Linked DNA regions of Mus musculus: regions 2 and 3 are each linked to region 1. Evidence: chromatin contacts called from public HiChIP or PLAC-seq data. All regions are on one chromosome and are shown on one strand. Each heading gives the region's core, a stretch centred on a gene start, on an enhancer-like site or on the middle of the called end of the contact. The rest is flanking DNA. Distances are from core to core; before and after follow the strand shown.

What was found. HiChIP or PLAC-seq counts read pairs in DNA pulled down with a chosen protein or histone mark.
Region 2: a contact with region 1 is called in an H3K27ac HiChIP or PLAC-seq map of stem cell-derived anterior neural progenitor cells, with 12 times the contacts expected there. The contact joins the enhancer-like site here to the promoter of Rad23b in region 1. A contact is called at or near these places in 10 of 39 promoter capture datasets (the 3T3-L1 cell line, 3T3-L1-derived adipocytes, the C10 cell line and 6 more), 5 of 15 datasets of contacts at CTCF or cohesin (the G1E-ER4 cell line, the NIH/3T3 cell line, embryonic stem cells and 2 more), 49 of 484 Hi-C or Micro-C datasets (the 63-12 cell line, B cells, the C10 cell line and 23 more), 21 of 115 datasets of contacts at active chromatin or transcription factors (the SCID.adh cell line, T-cell acute lymphoblastic leukemia, bone marrow-derived dendritic cells and 10 more) and 3 of 9 other capture datasets (adipose tissue, embryonic stem cells and liver).
Region 3: an H3K4me3 HiChIP or PLAC-seq map of bone marrow-derived macrophages shows a contact between it and region 1, with 2.4 times the contacts expected there. The contact joins the enhancer-like site here to the promoter of Rad23b in region 1. A contact is called at or near these places in 9 of 39 promoter capture datasets (the 3T3-L1 cell line, 3T3-L1-derived adipocytes, cranial neural crest and 6 more), 1 of 15 datasets of contacts at CTCF or cohesin (CD8 T cells), 20 of 484 Hi-C or Micro-C datasets (CD4 T cells, CD8 T cells, the G1E-ER4 cell line and 10 more), 11 of 115 datasets of contacts at active chromatin or transcription factors (CD8 T cells, the HPC-7 cell line, the SCID.adh cell line and 5 more) and 3 of 9 other capture datasets (adipose tissue, liver and pancreatic islet).

Annotation. Positions count from the first base shown.
Region 1 is chr4:55,347,239-55,351,971 of GRCm38.p6, forward strand. Rad23b (RAD23 homolog B, nucleotide excision repair protein) reads left to right here and starts at 2,804. Exons shown (of 10, transcript NM_009011.4): 1 at 2,804-3,189. The coding sequence starts at 3,124. It overlaps Gm42290 (a long non-coding RNA gene), which reads right to left and starts at 964. Exons shown (of 3, transcript XR_881289.3): 1 at 757-964.
Region 2 is chr4:55,291,679-55,296,411 of GRCm38.p6, forward strand. It overlaps Gm52739 (a long non-coding RNA gene), which reads right to left. Exons shown (of 3, transcript XR_003955414.1): 3 at 2,461-3,095. Among named protein-coding and RNA genes, the nearest start is that of Gm52739, 11 kb to the right of the region's middle. Within about 2 kb of position 2,758, at least 72 of the 459 cell types and tissues checked have an H3K27ac peak or open chromatin away from gene starts, as enhancers often do. A contact at or near this core is called in the MC3T3-E1 cell line, the P5424 cell line, cerebral cortex and 6 more, where this site is marked.
Region 3 is chr4:55,384,549-55,389,281 of GRCm38.p6, forward strand. It overlaps Rad23b (RAD23 homolog B, nucleotide excision repair protein), which reads left to right. Exons shown (of 10, transcript NM_009011.4): 9 at 862-1,053. Among named protein-coding and RNA genes, the nearest start is that of Gm34290, 12 kb to the right of the region's middle. Within about 2 kb of position 2,378, at least 8 of the 459 cell types and tissues checked have an H3K27ac peak or open chromatin away from gene starts, as enhancers often do. A contact at or near this core is called in bone marrow-derived macrophages, where this site is marked.

The DNA of each region.
Region 1 (4,733 bases), core at 1,554-4,053:
GACAAAACCAGGTGTTTGAGATGATGAAGGAAAGATGGCCCGAGGACAGCAATGAATAGCAGGGAGACAGAAGACACAAGCTCAGAGGATTTGGCAAGAGTCAGATGATGAGGGTTCTCCAAGGCCAGGGAGAGTTTGCATTTTATTCCAATGTACAACTAGGTATTGTTAGTGTTTGGCTCTTAAATGTCTCACAAAGGCTTGTGTGGTAAAGGTCAGGCTGCCAGCAAGTAGGTAGAGCTATGTGAGGTGGAAGTAAGTTGCTGGGGGTGCTCTTGAAGGGAGTTGGAGACCCCCGTTTCTTCCCTCTCTTAGCTTCTGGGTACCACAAAGCAAGCAGCTCTATGACTGTGCCTTCTTGATACAACATACTGTGTGGCCATAGGTCCAAAACATGAACAAGCATGCCCCGACTTAGACCTCTGAAACCATGAGCTAAGAGACCTTTCCTCTTACGTTGATCACTGTGACATTTTGTCATGCATGGAAGTAAAACGCAAATATAAAGAATGTGACATGGTGCAGGTGCCAGCACGCCTTTGATCCCAGTACTTGGGAGGCAGAGGCAGGCGAATCTCTGAGTTCGAGGCCAGCATGGTCTACAAAGTGAGTTCCAGGACAGCCAGGGCTGCACAGAGAAACCCTGTCTCGAAAAACAAAGAAAAAAACAAAACAAAACAAAACAAAAGAATAAAAGAATGCGACATGGTTTATGTTTTCAAAAGACAACTCTGATCTAGGGATACTGGTACATACCTGTAATCTCAGCACTCAAGAGGGCTGAGGCAGGAGAATTGCAAGTTTCAGTTCTGCTTGGGCTATATAGTTGAGACCCTGTCATAAGAAACAAAATCAAAACTAAAGCCCCCAGTTTAACATTGGGTGCTTTGGCTGCTGGACTGTTGTGGGATTGGATGCGAAGCCTCCTTAGAAGACAGCCACTGCTGATGGTTGTAGACATGGAAATCATGGGGGGAAGTGGGTAAACGTGTGGGTACACAGTGGAGAGTAAATGTGATAAGACCTGACCCTGTTTTGGATGTGGTGGCTAGGCAGCAGGAGTCAGGGAAGAAAGGGACTTAAGGATGATGACGATGTTTGGATCTGAGTACCTAAGAGGTGGAATGTCATGAGTGAGGGGAGAAATGGCTTGAAGGGAAAGCCCATAAGGAAGTCAGTTGCTACCTTTGCCCATGTTTTTTTCCAGCATCTGGTTACGCTGAAAACAGTAATACTGCTTTGCCTTTGGCTGACCCTATAGCTAAAGGGAGAGATCCCAGCTGCCAGTTTTTCAGAGCAAAAGTTGAGCATACCTGGTGACTAAGACTAGTTCCACAGGAAGACAGCCTAGCCGGCAGAGAATTCGATATTTATCATAGTTCAGGGACATACCTTGTCGGTGGAGAGGGGGCTTGGTTAGGGAAAGTTCCATGACAAAATTATATCCTAGCTTCTGGAATCATGAAAATCCAAATAGCGATACTGTAATCATTGATGGTGCTGGCTCAGAGATGGGGGATGCTCATAATTGTCCTCACTGTGGTCTGATGGTAACTGCTTTTTCTTCTTTTTAAGTCTAACAGGGGTCACTGCACTATTAAGAGGCAGCATACAGACAAGCACCTAAAGTGTCACTTACTATTGTGGTGCTTATTACCCGACACCTCTGCACTCTGGTCTTATCGCTGTGTAAATAATCATACAGCTACAGCCAAGCACTTAACTTTGTGTTCCTGACTCTAAGACTTACATGCATTATCCCACCCTCTCCAACCACCAATTAGCTGAGTGACATCTCACCCTTACTGCCAAGGAACCAGAAGCACGTCTACCTATTTTTCTAATATTTACCTTGTACCTACAATGTGCTAGGCTTATTCTGTAGGCTTTGGGGCACAACGTGGGCAAAACAAAATGCATGCCTCTGTGTAGCTTCAGCCTGGGGACCAGAAAAAGAAGAGAAGACACACACGCTAAATACACATAGTGTAGAGTACCCAGAAGGTGATGAATGGTTACTGAGACAAGTGGAGCTGGATAATGAGATCCGAATAAGATACTTTAAGTTGGATAGGCAGGATAGAGTTCAAGAAGGCGACATTTGAGCAAAGATTAAAAGGGTCCACGTGCAAAGGAAAGCAGCGCTTGGGGTGAGGCGGGGGGGGGCGGGGGAAGGGGGTGAGGAGAGGCAACCGCCTAATATCTACCACCAACACCTAAACGAAGCAAAACGATAGAGGGAAAGGCGTGACACAACTAGGCCTCCTTCTTAAATCCGCCTTTCTTTAGAGGTGGGAGGTCCCAAGGCTGGTGAGAGAACACAAGACTGGCAAGCAAGCAGTCCATGGCTGAAGTCAGTCTCAGAATCAGGGAAGCAACCGGCATTACACATGCTCGACTGGCGATGTGCGCCCCTCCTGGGCCGGCCCTCGGCAATCCTTGCACTAAGGCTCCGCCCGCTCCACCGCCCTCAAGGTTCCGCGCTCGCTGAGCCGCAGCCACTGAGCCGGGACTCCACGTAGCCGTTCCCCGGCTACGGGTTGCGCAACTCGCGCCGCTGGGCGGAGCCTGGATGTAGGCGGAGCCACTGCAGGACCGCGGAGCGGACCAGGCCTCCGCGAGCGCCTCTGCTTGCGAAGTGCGCCTGCGCACGCCGGTGCCGCGCCGCACGATATTCCAGCCCCACCCATCGCCCCGCCTCCAATTCCCGGGCGGAGTTCCTGTTCACGCCTGCGCACTGCGTCGCCGCACCCTGCGCCTGCTCAGATCGCCCGAGTCTGGCCCCATCCTCCGGGTTTTTTTCTGGTGGGGGAGGGGTCACGTCTCGGCGAGTCACGGTGATGGCGGCCACCATCCTGTGGTGAGGTAGCGGGTTCTCTGCGTCTCTCGGGGAGTCCCTCGCGCCTCCTGCGGGCCCAGTGGCTGGCGCGTGAGGAAGCACCGCGGGTCGAGCTTACCGGGAAAGCCGCGGGAGCGAGCGGCGGCGCGGCCAGGGGAGACGCGGGGCCCGGGGTGAGTGCGACTCCGGGCGAATGTGACAAGCCCCCCCACCCCCACCGCCTTCCTCCCGAGAGCGCGAGGATCGCGGCCACCCCGGGGCGGCCAGGCCCCGGCTTAGGCACCATGCAGGTCACCCTGAAGACCCTTCAGCAGCAGACCTTCAAGATCGACATCGACCCGGAGGAGACGGTATGCGCCGCCGGGTTAGGGGAGCGCGGGCCCGAGTCGGGGCGGCGCGGGAGGGCCCCAGAGGGGCGTCGGGTCACCGCCGGCTTTGTGGCCGACAACGAGGAAGGCCCGGGGGCAGATGGCGTGGAGCAGCACCGGTCCGCGTGGGCGCTGGTGGCCGCGGCCCGGAGCGCGTGGTCGTGGGGACGGAGGGGGAGGGGAGACCTGGCGGCCTGGGCGCTGGAGCCGGGCCTGACGTGCACAGGTGGGGGAGGGAGGGAGACCCAGGCGAAGCCACCACCCTCCGGCGACATGGCTAGGTGCAGAGGTCTAAGGGGCCGGTTACCCAAGACGGTGGGCCTTAAACGCGCCTAGTTTTGTCTGCAGCCGGGAGGGATGGTGGGGGAAAAATGAATTTTTTGGCCTCTCAGAAGGAGCCCTTTTATTTATGTCTTATTTTGGATTAGTTTTTACGATCCTTCCCCTCGCAGCCACTGAACCCACACCCACAGGTGGATTACGTTCTGAGGCCACGTTGGTGGTGAAGAATTTTGCATTAGAAACCTTCAGATCCGGATTTAAATGCGTTCTTTCGGTCGTCTTGGGAACCTGAACGCTCCTCGGACTCCTAGAATAGTAGTATTTGAAGGGAGGGAGAAAAATATAAAAACTTGGTGTTCTACAGTTAAAAAGCCGACTACTACACTTAACGAGTTCACGTGATAAATTCTAATGCAGTGGTCTCCGGTTTTGCCTGTAAAAAGATCTGTGTTAACTTTAATACAACTTTATGTCAGGAATCTAAAAAATGTCATGCGAATAAAATTTTTTCTCACGTGGAATTATGACGCTATGTCAATAGATTACTGCATATTTGTGTGGGGGGGTTTCCTTCTTCTTCTTCTTTTTTTTTTTTTTTGACTGATTGAGTTTGTAATTGAAACAACCAGGACGTGGTGTTAATTAAATAGATCCGAGATCCGAATTCTATTTGTGGCTCTATAACTCGTTTTCTACAGCGGGACAAACTACCCTGTTTGATTTTCTGAAATGGGAACTGTACCAGCTGAGATGGTGAGGATTAAATGGCATTTAGTTGATTTCTAAATAAGGCCTACTATGTAATCAGTATATGTTTGTGTGAAGACATGGTGTTTTGTTTTACCTATCACATCTAATATTCTAAAGTCTCCTTCAATCTTTAATAAGAAGCCAAGAATTCCCAACCTTTTTGAAATTGTGGCACAAAATAATTTTATAAGAAGTTATTTAATTTCCAGATATCTGCAATAATTCTTGAAAGTATAGAAAAACATTTACATGAGAGCTCTGCAATCTTCACAGAAGCAGTTGTTAACAATTAGTGGACAGAGGCCCTGTAGAATCAAATTTCTTCCTCACCCCCCCCCTTTTTTTTTTCTTTAGGCTTTTGAGACAGGGTTTCTCTGTGTATCTCTGGCTGTCCTGGAACTCAACTCTAGCCCTGGCTGGCCTCAAACTCAGAGATCAGCCAGCCTCTGCCTCCTGAGTGCTGGGATTAAGGGAGTGCACCACCATTTTCTTCT
Region 2 (4,733 bases), core at 1,508-4,007, 56 kb before region 1:
CCATCTAATTCTCACAGCTATTCTGCAGGCAAGGATCTTTCACCCATACTGACAAAGGGAAACTGAGGCTCACAAGCACCCAGTTATTTATGCACAGGTGATGAAATTGGTCCTTGGATGATCTAGGAACCAAGGTTAGCTCGAGCTTGTTGTTGATGGCCTATGTTCTCCCAGCCTCCCCCCCCCCCCCCGCATAAGGAGGTCGCCTACAGCTCTGTGTGTTACATTCCGCACTATAGTACTCCTTTAAGAAGACATGAGAAAAACCCGAATCACATCCACAAATGCTACAGTATTGTTGGATACTCTGATGTAAGGGTGAACCTCCTTTCCTTGCCTTTTTTTCTCTCACCCCCCCCTTTTAAAAAAATTTTAAACGGAACTGTTATATGCCTAAAATTACTTTAATAAAAATCTTAGGTCAGAAAGCTGGAGAGATGGCTCAGTTATTAGCACCCGATGCCCTTTCAGAAGCTCTGAGTTTGTTTCTCAGACCCCACAGAGCCACATGTAACTCCAGCATCAGAGGATCTAAGGCCCTCTCCTAGCCCCTGAGGGCGCCTCCAAACACACAGAAAACGGCACTCGTACCCATATACTGTTTTTTAATCTAAGAAAACAAAGCAAGCAAACAAAATGCCACCTCAACTCTGAGGTTATAAACGTCTAAGCAAACACGTTTTGATTTGTTTTTAAATTTTCCTTTATTTTTATTTGTATGTGTATGAGTGACTGTTTTGCCTACATGTATGTCTGTGCACCATGTGTGCAGTGCCTTCTGAGGCCAGAAGAGGGCACCGGCTCCTCTGAGTAACAAGTGGTTTGTGTTACCACATGGGTTCTAGGAGTCAAACTTAGATCCTTGGACCTGGGTTATCTGTCAGAACAGCCAGTGCTCTTACCTCTGAGCCATCTCTTTGGGCACACGCAGCTTATTAAATATAGTTACAGACATATATGTGAAATACATACGCATATACTAGTTCTTAGAAGGGAAAAATGTACACGTTTTTATTCACCTCCTTCTCCAGCTCCTCCTCCCATTCCCATCCCCCATTCTCTACCTACCTAACTTTGTGTCATTTTCTCTTCTAAGATCCATCAAGTCCAATTTGTGCTGCGTGAATATTCTCGGATTTATGACCTTCCACTGGAGCACAGTCAACTCAGCAGGGGCTACAAAGACTCTGAAAGGAAACCCACTCGCCCTCTCCTGGCAGTTACTACTTGCCAGTAGCTCCTCTGCGAGGGGTGGGAACTTCTTGCCCACTTCTCCTCCCCATGCTGAGAGTTGGTCTGGATTGAGCTTGCAGATCTTACACATGCTGCCAGAGCTGCTGTAAACTCATGTGTGTGGCAGCTGCCCTGCTGAAACCCACAGCTCTCCCCAACTCTCTGTCTGTCTCTGTCTCTCTGTCTGTCTCTCCCCCCACCCCCACCCCCGGCTTAGCAGGTTATCCTCTAGCCTGTGGCTAAGTGGCACGTTTCAGTCAATCCATTTACAAATCCTGTTTTACTGTTTGTGTCCTTAACTAAAATGTCTACGTGCTTTTGATGGAATCAGTTTTATTCGCAGATTTTTCCTCTCACCCAGACTGTCAAAAGGATCTAAAAATTATCTGCCTGGTGTCCCTCCTTAGCAGATGGGGGTGGGGTGGGGGGAGCTGAAAATCCTCTAATTACTTTGTGTTGGTTTGTGTCTCTCTAAATCTGCCCCTTCTCAGAGACCAAGCCACTTGGGATGGTTTCTTTAGCAAGACAGCAACACCCATGAAGAGGCAGCCAGCTGCCAGGTAGAGACCACACATGCCTGGTGGCAGGGCAAAACAGAATAGCTTCAGGAGCCCCACGGTCTTATCAGGGGGCTTGCAGGAGATAGTATACATGAAAAACTCTTGCTTAACAGTGAAGTGCTGTGCAAATGTTAGAACCAGGTGGTGTGTGCCAGGGAGATTACCTTTTGCCAGGGGGTAATCATTTCAGTTTATATAACACTTTTCACTCCAGGAGCCCCAAGCCCTTGTGAATATTACCCTAAGAAACATCACTTGAAATGAAACGCATATAAACAAACAGAATCTAACAAATGGAGGTACCAATTACCACAACGATGACAGTCTTAAATGAGAACATCAACATTTTGACACATCAACTCTGGAGGATGCTGCCTCTGTGGTCCCAACACCTTCAGAGGGGGGCATCAATTCTCCCTGTTAATGTTTTCCCGTCAGTGTCAACTGTTTGGCTGAGGTGGGAGGAGAGGAAACAGAAATAGAAAAACATCTTAAAATATGCATTTTATTTCCCTGTAGCAGTGCGTCAGAAAACTCAACTGTAACTCCCCAAGTCTTTCTCTCTCTCTCTCTCTCTCTCTCTCTCTCTCTCTCTCTCTCTCTCTCTCTCTCTCTCTCTCCCTCCACCTCCCTCCCCCCCCACCCATGAAAAAGGGAGAGAAAAAAAAAAGCTGTCATTATTTGAATGATCAGAGAAAAAAAGAAGCCAAGGTAAGTAAGATACCAATTACAGCTCTGCCAGTCTGTGTGAATTGGTCTCAATCCAAATGAGGGCGCAAATGGGTTTGAGGATGTGAAGGGGATGCAGAGGGGGCTGGGAAGAGAGAGCTGCCAAAATACAACACAGGGAGGCTTAGCGAAATTGCCCCCTGGCGCTCTGAAGGCAGTTTAATCAGGCAGAGCCCTGAACATTCCCGTGCACCAGTCCCATTGTGCGCGCGCCCTTGCAGATCTGGCTTCTGGCTCGGTCTCTTTGTTTGGGTAGCTAGGCACGGAAAAAGAATCATCTGCAACCAGAGCTCCACTTAATTCTCAGTTCCTCTCTGGAAACGGCTGTTGGCATGGTGGAATGTGCTGTGAAAAGGCCACGCTTTGGACTGATCAAAAAGCGGAATTCCAGACCCTCCATCGGGAGCCTTTGTGGACAAAGCCAAACCGATTCTCAGAAAGTGACAGAGTCCTGCCCTTCTGGAGTAATTTGTGTCGCCCCAGCATCGCAGTATTCTTGCCAGTGACAAGCAGGAGCCCCCGGCAATTTGTCTTCTGTCTTGGCAAAGGCAATGATGATTGTACTGCTTCTCACTGTTTAAAAAAAAAAAAAAAAAGCAGTAGTCACTTCTGTCACCCTGCCTGTTACCAAAAGTCAGCTCACATTACTGACTGCGCTATCTTGAATCCGATAAAGAACCCAGGAAAGCCACAAGGAGAGACCTGAAGATATGGGATCATTTTATTCACAGCCCAGCACTGAAATCAGAGCATGGTACTCAGTGGATAACCAATGTAGAAAAAGACTCTGCAAAAAAATAAATTCAGATAAATACTTCCATCTTCTGCTTTCAGTACTTCCTATGCTCTGCCCTCCCCACACCTGAGTCAAGGAAATGGCTGAATCCTATTACAGTTGCTTGTTTGTTTGTTTGTTTGTTTAAACTCTAATTTGTGTAGATCAACATACAAAGTGATGGGTTTCAGACACAGATGTTGTTACACTTTGTTCTTGTCCCCTTCTCTGCTGCCCTCTCATCTCCTTACTGATCCCTCTTCTCCTCCAAATACACCCACCTTCTCTTCTGCTTTTATGTCACTTGTATTCTGTCACCTTCTCCTCACCCCTTAAGATCTCTTCCTTCCCCATCATGGCCTCCTTTCTACTTTCATGGCCTAACACACTCACACACACACACACACACACACTCATGCACACACATGCAGGTGCACTATTTGCTCTTATCGCTTAATATAATGATCTACAGTTCTATTCATCTTCCTGCAAATATCATGATTTCAGTCTTTATGGGGGGGGGAACCATTGTTTTTTATGGGCACTTTCTTTTATTTTTAATTCCTTGCAGGAATATATTTTTGTTTTACTTTTATTTAGGTATATGTTTTTGTGCATGTGTATACCTTTGTGTGTGCGTGTGCGTGTGCGTGTGTATGGGAGCCTAAGGAGGCTAGAAGAGAGAGTTGGATTCCTGGAGCTGGAGTTACAGTTTGTTGGTTGTGAGCCTCGTGACGTGGGTCCCATGACCTGAACTCTGAGCCCCATCAAGAAGAGCAAGCAATCTTAGCCACTGTCTTAGTTAGGGTCATTGCTGTGAAGAGACCCCAAAACCAAGGCAACTCTTATAAAAGAAAACATTTCATTATTTCATTGGGGCCCGGCTTACTGTTTCAGAGGTTTAGTCCATGACTGACATAGCCAGAAGCACGGCAGCGTGCAAGCAGACATGCTGCTGGAAGAAGGAGCTGAGAGTTGTACAACTTGATCCATGAGCAGCAGGAGAAAGACTGCCACATGAGGCCTAGCTTGAGAATATGAGATCTCAAAGCCCACCCCCACAGTGACACATATCCTCCAAATAGATCACACCTACTCCAATAGGGTCACATCTCCTAATAGTGCCACTCCCTATGGCACAAGCATTCAAACACATGAGGTCTATGGGTGCCAAATCTATTAAAACCACCACAGCTACTGAACCCTCTCTCCAACCCCGAGTACACTGAGCATAACACACCCTTTCCATCTCACTCCACTCCCCTCCTTCTCGCTCCCCTAGACAGTTTCAGTTTTGGATTAATATACACACATAATGCTTTTGTGTAAGTATATGAGATCTAGAAATCACAAATGAGATTTTTTTTTAAAAAAATCCAATGTTTGCCTTTCTGAGACTGGTTTAATTGGCTTAATATGATTGTCTGCAAATATAT
Region 3 (4,733 bases), core at 1,128-3,627, 37 kb after region 1:
TTTTTAAGATTTATTTATTTATTATATATACACTGTACGTGTACAGATGGTTGTGAGCCTTCATATGGTTGTTGGGAATTGAATTTAGTACCTCTGCTCGCTCTGGTCAGCCCTGCTTGCTCCAGTCTGGCCTAGTCAGGCCCGCTTACTCTGGCCCAAAGATGTATTTACTATTATAAATAAGTACACTGTAGCTGTCTCCAGACAGCACCAGAAGAGGGCGTCAGATCTCATTAAGGATGGTTGTGAGCCACTATGTGGTTGCTGGGATTTGAACCTGGGACCTTCGGAAGAGCAGTCAGTGTACTTACTCACTGAGCCATCACACTGCCCCCCCCCCCCCAGCTCTGTTTGTTTGTTTTTTTCTAGACAGGGTTTATCTGTGTAGCCCTGGCTGTCCTGGAACTCACTTTGTGTAGACCAGGCTGGCCTGGAACTCAGAAATCCGCCTGCCTCTGCCTCTGCCTCCCGAGTGCTGGGATTAAAGGCGTCTGCCAACCCCCCAACCCCCAGCTCTTTAATGTTGTTTTGGGAGTGGAGTATTTTTGGAAGAATTTGTATTTTCTCCATCATTTACCTTTCAGAACTGTTGTGTTTCTTATATTTATATTTTAAGTGATTTCTTAATATAAGAAATCACTTAAAACTAACTTTCTTTCTGACTCTTAGATAGAGCTGGTCTGGAATTGAATTTACTATATGACTCAGCCATGCCTAAGATGATCCTCTGCCTTCCCAGTGCTGGAATTAAAGTGTGACTCCCCGTGCCTGGCTTATCTTTTTCTTGTTTTTATTTAGGTTTGCTTTTTTTTCCACAGACAGTAATTATGTGTTATTTCTTCCATTTCTCCATCACTACAGCAAATTAGCCAACACCAGGAGCATTTTATTCAGATGCTGAATGAACCAGTTCAGGAAGCAGGCAGTCAAGGTGGAGGAGGTGGTGGCGGAGGAGGCGGTGGCGGAGGAGGCGGTGGAGGAATTGCAGAAGCTGGAAGTGGGCACATGAATTACATTCAAGTAACACCTCAGGAGAAAGAAGCTATAGAACGGGTGAGTTTAGGTACAGTTGGGGTTCCTTGGTCACCCTGGCACCTGGGCTAGTGGCTCCTGCTACCATGCAGCTGTGGCATTTCTTTCCTTTGTCCCAGGGACTGCAGTAGAGATTGTTTCTCTTAGCCACATCCCCTGCTTTTTGTCCTTTCTTGGCCCCAGTAACAGCCTCCAGTACCTTAAAGTACTTCAAGTACTAAATCAAGTATGACTAAAGCACTAAACATCCAAACTAATTAAAAATCCTTCATTTCCCATATTTTAAATTTTACTTTGTTACTGTCCCCAAAGTGTTAAATATGTATATGAATTATGTATATAAATTACGTGTGAGTGGTGTACAATAAACATGAGACATTACCCATCTCTTTTGTCGTAACAAGTGGACTGGTACAGCCTTAGGCCCTGCAACAGCCTATGTCTTGTGTGTAATGCTGTGATCAGTAGCTCCATTTCCCCCTCCCTTTTTACATTGTTTCACATTGTTATGAAGTGTTTGGGGATGCTAATCAGATAGAGCCCTGTGTTCTCAGAGACCTCTGCTCTCTTGCTGAGATAAAGATGTGCTTGCCCTTGTCTGGCTTTAATTTTCTTCTGTACTTAGGCTTCAATTGGTTTCTCATTGTAGCTTTTTTCCTTTTCTGTTTTTCTGTGATTATTATTATTATTTGGTCTGTTTTCTTGGTGTTATATAGAACATTACTTAATCCATGTGAAAGTCAGGTTCAGGTCTCCAATTCTTTCAAAGAGCTCACAGGTCGCTCTTACGTGTCGGGCTGTGATCCATCCTGAGTTCTTGTGGTAAGGACTAACTGCCGGTCAGTGGTGCATGGATGTGTCAGGGTTATTTTGGGGCTCAGTTTTAATCCTTTGCTTTATGTTTATCCATAGCCATCGAGGCCAGTCCCTCATTCCCCACCACCTTTACTGTACATTTCCAGGAAGGTTTCAGGCTTTCAGGCTTCAGACAAGTGGTCTGCAATATGAAGTGCATATTTAACATATCAAAGTGTACCAGGCCTCCAGTTTCTCTCAGCATCCCTCAGTCCCTACCTGTTACAGGCCATGACTGGTGTACCCCACTATGTATGCTGAACCTTACAACCCATGGGCTGGGCTTCCTCTCACCCACCAGCTCTTCACTATATAACCCAGACATTTTAGTTCCCTCCCCTCCCCTCTTCTTCTCTTCCCTTGTTCTCCTCTCTGAATTCTCCCCTCCAACACCCCAAATCAATATTTGCCCCCCCCCCTTCTGTCTCCCTGTCTGCATGTCTGCTTCACTCCTGTAAGGTTGGTGAACTTACCCCAGAGCTTCCCCCAATTTGGCTTGAATTGACTCATTTCTCCGGCAGAGAATGACTGATCAGCAAGTGTGAAATCAGAGGGTGTGGAGTGCTGCAATTTTGTTTACAAAATAACTGTGGCTGTTTCAGATCCTCATTCATTCTTCTGTGTAAGCCTCAGGGTCGGCTTGTCCATTTTCAGGGGGTGAACTCTGGCTGAGTGTAGAGCCCTTATTATGCTTACTCTGGAAATGAATTTGAGAAATGTCCTCTATCTTTTCTTCCCCTCTTTTTGGTTTTTGGGCTTGTCATTTGAGCAATCTTGATATAGTAGCCTATGGTGGCTTGGTATGTAGGTGAGGATAACCTTGAAGTCTTGATTCTTCGGCCATCATTTTGCAAGCACTGGGATTGCAGCATGCAATACCCGGGAGGTGCAGTCTTAAGATTGTAGTAAGATCATTTCAAAACAAAACAACTTAATTCTTACCAAGGCATGGTCAGTGATATATTGTAGCTGTAATAATTAAAAATTAAAATTTTAGGCTGGGCGTGGTGGCGCATGCCTTTAATCCCAGCACTTGGGAGGCAGAGGCAGGCGAATTTCTGAGTTTGAAGCCAGCCTGGTCTACACAGTGAGTTCCAGGACAGCCAGGGCTACACAGAGAAACCCTGTCTCAAAAAACAAAAAAAATTAAAATTTTGTATTACTTTTGAGTTTATTTCCTAAGAACTATTCTTTTTGATGCTGTTAGGAATTGTTCTTTTTATTTTCAAAATGTTCATTGTTAGTTGCAGAGAAGAACAGTTTGGTTTTCTGTGGTGATCTTATATTCCCCAAAATCTTGCTGAACTCATTGTTAGTTTATTCCCATGGAGCTTGCTGGTTAGGGAAGTTCCTCTTCAGTGTCAGGGTGTGAAGATTTTGTCATAACAAGTTAAATACTTTCTCTAAGTTTATCAAAGGATCATCTTTCATTCTTACAAGTAGTTTATACTATATGGAAGCATCATTTGCATACCTGGGATAAAGCCCACTTTTTGTCTGTTTTATAACAACTGTTACTTTGTAGTTTCCTGATGGTGGATATATTGTTTCAGTATTGGGGAATTGTGGCCCCACAGAAGGAGTAGAGGGTAGTTTTGGAAGAATTTAAGAATTGGTCTTGATTGTTTAAGGAGCTGGCAGACTTTATTAGTTGCCATCTGGGCCTCGTTTTCCTATGGGAAAGTTCTGTTATTCTTACTTCATTACACTTTTCATTTGTCAAAAGGAATGTTTCTAAATTTTATTTCTTTGCAATTTGAATCTTTAGTTTTCTGTTTTTCCATGATCATCTTAAATGTTTGTCAGTTAATGATTTTTATGTGTGTTTAAAATGTGCTTGTTTTTGTCTTTTATCATTGAAATATTGGTATTTTCTCTTAGTCAACAATACATCCTGAAGTTTCCCCTGCCTCCACTGCTCCCAGCCCAACTCTTTTCAGCTTTTGTTTTGTTTTGTTTTGTTTTGTTTTGTTTTAATGTTACTGGTTTTCTTGTTAAAATTAATTGGTTAGTTTTTCTCTTATTAAGGTAGATTCAATCATTAAAGAAACACACGTTTGCTTGTACACGCTGCATATTTGAGACAGTAATATGTTCTTATTAAACATTTTCTGCTGTCAAGACCAGTTGCCTTACAGTGCTGGTTACTCTCTTTGATTGATTTCCTTGTTGGTGCTCTGTACGATTGTACACTATGACTGACAGTGGTGGCATTGCAGTCTCCAGGTACAGCAGTATTGCTGATTTTTCTTTTTTTTTTTTTTTTTCTCTTTTTTTGTTTTGTTTGGTTTGGTTTGGTAGTTTTTGGCCCCTTGTTATATGTGTCTATTGTGTTTTCATGGTTCCCTTTCTTTGAGTCGTAAAAATGTCCATCTCTGGTAACAGTTTTGTCTAGAACTAAAGCGACTCTAGTTGTCTTTTGGTTATTGTATGCATGATGTTGTCTTTATAATTTTTAACATCTTTGTGACTTTAAGTCTTAAGTCTCTCTGAGGTGTGTCATTGAATTGCCCCAACTCTTTACTATTACTTCAGCTACCCCAATTTTATTTTGGACACAATTTAGATAACAAATTCATTTTTGGAGTTTTTCTATTTTTAATTTATAAATAGCTTCTTTTGCTGAATTGGGGTTGGGTTTCTTGGTTTGTTTGTTTTCTTGTTTCCAGTTCTTAATAGTCTTTTCTGTAGTGTGCAATAGAAAGTTTTTGAGACAGTTGAGGGGGGCATTCATCTGACTGAGAAGTTATAATTCTGTAGAGTAGTCAGTCTACTTGAGAGTTTAAAGGCTTTAAAAGCAGTGTTAGATCTTAAGTAATTTTAATAGTTTTTAAATGAGATTAACT